Linked DNA regions of Mus musculus: region 2 is linked to region 1. The links are chromatin contacts, called in public HiChIP or PLAC-seq maps. All regions are on one chromosome and are shown on one strand. Each heading gives the region's core, a stretch centred on a gene start, on an enhancer-like site or on the middle of the called end of the contact. The rest is flanking DNA. Distances are from core to core; before and after follow the strand shown.

Region 1 (2,700 bases), core at 51-2,550:
GACCTCTGAATTTCCTTTTGGGTAAACTGTTCATGCCTTCCCACTGAGTTTTTTAAGTGCATGTGTACACATGCATGTATGCATGTTTTGGTTTTTAAGACAGGGTCTCTATGTGTAGATCTGGCTGTCCTGGAACATGTTTTGTAGTCAAGGCTGGCCTTAAACATAGAGATCCATTTGCCTCAGCCTCAAGTACTTGCAAAGATTTTTTTGTAGTATACTAGGACATGTTCCTCTTCTGAACACATGCCATAAATGTGCTTTTCTAGTTTACTATGTCTGTTGCTTGGCCTAAATATATATATATTAGATAAATATGTATATAATTTTTTCTCTTTTTTATATACCTGGAATTTAAAAAAGGATTATATTTAAAATTGTATGTGCATTGAAGGTGCCCACAAAAACCAGAAGAGGGCATTGAATCTTTTGCAACCGGAGTTAAAAGTAGCTTTGAATTGCCTGATGTGGATGCTAGGAACTGAACCCAAGTACTCTGCAAGGTCACCTCTGAACCATCTCTCCAACATCCACAGCTGATTTTAACCCCCTTTAGATTTTAAGTTTTATATCATACTTAAAACACATGGCATGGGGGCTGGAGAGATGGCTCAGCCGTTAAAAGCACTGGCTGCTTTTCCAGAGGTCCTGAGTTCATTTCCCAGCAACCACATGGTGGCTGACAACCATCTGTAATGGGATCTGATGCTCTCTGGTTATATCTGAAGCAATAGTGTACTTATATACATAAAATAAATCTGAGGGGGCTGGTGCGATGGCTCAGTGGTTAAGAGCGCCGACTGCTCTTCCGAAGGTCCCGAGTTCAAATCCCAGCAACCACATGGTGGCTCATAACCATCCGTAACGAAATCTGATGCCCTCTTCTGGAGTTTCTGAGGACAGCTACAATGTACTTACATATAATAAATAAATAAATCTTAAAAAAAAAAAAAAAAAAAGAAAAGAAATCTGAAAAAAAATAAACCAAACAAACAAACAAAAAACCACATGCTATGATTTTAACTGATGGCTCCCAGGAAAAATTTTTTTAGTTTAATGATTTCTGCATGTTTATCTATCTATGAGAGACAGAATCCCCTGGGAAATAGGAGTGGGCATGTTGTGGGGTCTTGTCTTAATTGTGTTAACTGAAGTGTGAAGACTTGCTCAGTATAGACAGACCATCATCCCTGGGCCGGCCACTCTGGACAGCTTTAAAGTGGGGAAAGTAAGCGGACACGAGCACACAGGCACTGCCTTCTTCTGCTGACTAAGGGATCTCTAGCAACAGCTACTCAAGCTCCTTCTGCTTTGACTTCCTTACCATGGTGAGTGGAGATCTGTGAGAGGAAATAAAACCATTCACCCTTCACGGCTTCTGTCAGAGAATTTTATCATAGTAACAGGAAAAGAAACTAAGACATAAATCAGTACCAAAAGTAGGGTGGAAATTATATGGTGACAGGGACCAAGTGGTGGTAGAGATGTCTTGGTTGGTATTGATTTCAGATCGTTAGACTAGTGAATCATTTGGGAGATGGGCATCTGAGCATGTCTGTGAGAGATGTTCTTATGTTAAGTGACGTGGGCCGACCCACCGTATTGGATGGTGTGAGTGGAGGAAGGGAACTCAGCAACCCATGCACTCTGCTTCCTGACTGTGAGCAAGTACAATTGGCTGCTTGTTTTAAGCTCCTGATGCCTTGAAGACAGAATCAGATCCCATTACAGATGGTTGTGAGCCACCATGTGGTTGCTGGGAATTGAACTCAGGACCTCTGGAAAAGCAGTCAGTGCTCTTAACCACTGAGCCAGCCCCAGCAAAGGTTCTTTTTATCCAGGATAATAAGAAAAAGCACTCACAAGTGATTATTATACTTTGAATTTTTCTAAAACTCACAATGGCACAAAAGTCAGATTTTCTTTTAAAGTCTGTTTTATACCTACAGTTCAGGGAAAGACCTGCAACAATGATTCCTCCCATAAAGATTTAATGACTACATAGCATCTTTACCAGGCCTGTGGAAACTGGAATGGTCTACAGGGGAGCTGTCACTCAGTTGCCACACTGTTTTCACCCTCTTCTGACTATTGCTGAGCTCCACTCTCCATTTCTGCGGCTTCTCACTGAAGAAAAAAATACCAAAAGAAAATTAAAATGAATAAGTAAACTACTAATAACCAAACAGTAGCTCTTCCTTCCTTCCTTCCTTCCTTCCTTCCTTCCTTCCTTCCTTCCTTCCTTCCTTCCTTCCTTCCTTCCTTCCTGTCATCCAGTGAAATCCACGTGTGACAAGCACTGAGTACGGATATAAATAGGCCACAATCCCTGAGCTGGAGAAGTACAGTCAAGAAAGGGGGAGAGAAAAACATACACACATGTCAAAGAAAAACAATTTTTTTTAAAAGCAGTAATAGTCTAGGGCTGGAGAGATGGCTCAGGAGTTAAGAATACTGGATGCTCTTTCCAGAAGAGAAGGGTTTAATTCCCAGCACCCACATTCAGCTCACATATCTCTAATCCAATTCCAGGGCTTTTGACACCCTCACACAGCCATACATGCAGGCAAAACACTAATGAACATAAACGAAAAATAAATCATATATATAAATAAGCAGTAATAGAGAAACACTGTGCAAACCAAGTGTGGTGGTACTCAGTAATTCTAGCACACGAGAAGGCTGAGGCAGGAGAATCAC
Region 2 (2,700 bases), core at 155-2,654, 140 kb after region 1:
ATAAACATACATACATAAACCATGATATACATACATAAATCTACAGAGTGCTTGGTTCTCTGGAGGTCAGAAGAGAGCCTCAGATACCCTGGAATCATACACGGCTGTGTCACTATGTGAGTGTACTAGAGTCCCCTACATGAGCAACATGTACTCTTAATGGTTAAGCCATCTGTATGTCTCAGCCCCCCCCCCCCCCCTTTGAGACAGGGTCTCTCACTGTGCCTGGAACACATCAGTTAAACCTGGCTGGCTGGCTAGCCAGCTGGAGGAATCTGATTTTTGCCTTCTCAGAATCGGGATTCCGGGTAATATCAAGCTGTTTTTTAACCTGGGTATTGGAGATCTGAACTCAGCTCATCATGCAATGTGGGGGAGTCCTTTACCCTCTGAGGGATCTCCCCAACCCTGCCCTCCCTTTTTGTTGTTTGTTTTGAAACAATATCTCACTGTGTAGCACTGGATGGCCTGGAACTCCAGGGATCTGCCTAAGATTAAAGGTAAACACTGGATCCAATACTTTTTTTTTTTTTTTTTTTTTTTTTGATTTTTCGAGACAGGGTTTCTCTGTGTAGCTCTGGCTGTCCTGGAACTCACTTTGTAGATCAGGCTGGCCTCGAACTCAGAAATCCACCTGCCTCTGCCTCCCAAGTGCTGGGATTAAAGGCGTGTGCCACCTCGCCCGGCCGGATTCAATACTTTTAAAGAAAACAGGGAACCCTCCTTTTTTTGTTGTTGACATATTTCTTTTTTCTTTCTTAAAGATTTATTTTATGTATGTGAGTACACTGTAGCTGTCTTCAGACACTCCAGAAGAAGGCATCAGATCCCATTACAGATGATTGTGAGCCACCATGTGGTTGCTGGGGAATCGAACTCAGGACCTCTGGAAGAGCAGTCAGGGCTCTAGTCACTGAGCCCTCTCTCCAGCTCTTGACATATTTCTTTGGGTCTACACGTCTAACCCTAACTACAAACTACAATCTTTTCCTCATATCTTTATTTAATTAACAAAATTCATAGTCGTGGCATTTTGCTATTCTGAAGATGCAGTAATTTTCCAGCCAAAGTTGTTTGACACTACGTTTTACTCCTCTACAAATCAGTTTTCTTTTCTTTCTTTTTTTTTTTTTTCTCGTAGACGCTGGCCTGGAACCTGTGGCGATCCTCCTACCTCAGCCTCCGAGTGCTGGGATTCCAGGCGTGCACTATTATGCCTGGCTTCCATCGTTCGTGTTCTAAACCCGGAGACCTATTTCTGGAGCTAATAAAGCGCCCAGAACTCATTGCCGTCCCAGACATTCCGGATGGGTAGGCGGGCTTCCGAGCGCGGTGGGCGGGGCTCAGACCCTTAGGCTCCTCCCACGCCTCTTCGCCTACCCTTGGCGCCAAATTTCTCAGCTTGTCTCGCGGAGCCGAGTCTCGCGAGAAGCGGTGTTGGCGCGCTTGGCGGCGGCCGCTGTCTAGGTGAGGTGAGACCGGTTTCTGTGAGCGCAGATTTTGGAAGTGGAGCCCGCGTTGCAAAGGCGGCGCGGGGCGCGGGAGATGGGGTCTCACCCAGGAGCCAGGCGGAAGCGGGGCTGAGGAGGAGCGGGCGGAGCGGGTGGGAGGCGCCGCGGGAGGATGGCGGGCCTGCACCGGAGCCGCGCGCACGGACCTAGCTGAGAGGGAGGCTGGGAAGCGGACTCGAGGGGAGGCGAGGGAGAGGTGACATCCCTAGGGCTGGCGCCGACGGTGGGACGAGAGTGAGGGTGGTGGGACTTCCTTTAGGGCGAGGAGCTCCTGTTTTGACAACTAGGGAAAACGGTAGGTTGGAAACAGGTCCGGGAAGGACTTGTGGATCGGATGTTGAATTTGTCACGCACACTGCTCTGGGAGTTTGAGGACCTGGAGGGGGAAAGAGACTTAACTCGTTAGTGTCTAAAACACGTGTGACAGTTGTCAAGGAGAGAAGGAAGGGCTGTGAACATCTAATTCTTTACAAACACTGAGAGAAACCAGTTTACTGATAAGCCCCACTGTGCTTTTTTGGTTAATTGCTGGTTATTGTAGTTTTAAGTCCTGTTCTCAAACTCCCATTAGAATGGGATTGAGTGTACTAACTAGATGTTTTGAGGATTGGGGTGCTTGTTCTGGGCCTGGAACCCAGGCCAAGTGGTCCTAGGTAGAGTTATAATCTACCCTTGGTTCCCACATTTAAAGGTACTCAAAGACGTAGCGGTTTATTATCAGGAGCCAGTACTTTGTTTTTATAAATTTACGGTCACAAATTTAGAATTGGGGACAGCTAGTAAAGGCGATATAGTGCTGGGGAACAAGCCTTACTGAGTGTGATCCCTGGGTCTCATGCAAAGCTGGAAGGAAAGAATTGACTCTACCCACAGAGTCCTTTGCTACTTTGTGGATTCTTTCTTCCACCCTTCTCTACCCTTAATCTACCCTTTAGGCTCCCTAAAAAACGAGAGGATAGGGGGAAAAATGGCAACATTATCTTTACCCTGCAGATGAGGAGTGTCAAGTTCCTTGGGGCATGTTTGAGGCAAGGTGAGGACCTTGAGGATGTGTTATTTCTTCTCTTGCTCACCACTAAACAAAACCACAGCCAACAGCAAGCAGTCAATCCTGGCCTTTACCCTCTGAAAAGTCCTGAGGAAGCTATCTGCAGTTAGCAGAATCGCCGTTACAGCATTAGAGCTCAAG

The links. HiChIP or PLAC-seq counts read pairs in DNA pulled down with a chosen protein or histone mark.
Region 2: an H3K27ac HiChIP or PLAC-seq map of microglia shows a contact between it and region 1, with 7 times the contacts expected there. The contact joins the promoter of Tipin here to the enhancer-like site in region 1. A contact is called at or near these places in 14 of 39 promoter capture datasets (the 3T3-L1 cell line, the C10 cell line, cranial neural crest and 7 more), 4 of 15 datasets of contacts at CTCF or cohesin (embryonic stem cells, large pre-B cells, liver and 1 more), 107 of 484 Hi-C or Micro-C datasets (the 63-12 cell line, the AML12 cell line, the AtT-20 cell line and 62 more), 22 of 115 datasets of contacts at active chromatin or transcription factors (the 230-238 cell line, the HPC-7 cell line, the SCID.adh cell line and 10 more) and 4 of 9 other capture datasets (adipose tissue, liver, macrophages and 1 more).

What each region holds. Positions count from the first base shown.
Region 1 is chr9:64,142,066-64,144,765 of GRCm38.p6, forward strand. It overlaps Zwilch (zwilch kinetochore protein), which reads right to left. Exons shown (of 19, transcript NM_026507.4): 17 at 2,015-2,127. Among named protein-coding and RNA genes, the nearest start is that of Lctl, 26 kb to the left of the region's middle. Within about 2 kb of position 1,301, at least 4 of the 459 cell types and tissues checked have an H3K27ac peak or open chromatin away from gene starts, as enhancers often do. A contact at or near this core is called in B cells and microglia, where this site is marked.
Region 2 is chr9:64,280,181-64,282,880 of GRCm38.p6, forward strand. It overlaps Tipin (timeless interacting protein), which reads left to right and starts at 1,405. Exons shown (of 8, transcript NM_001324557.1): 1 at 1,405-1,467.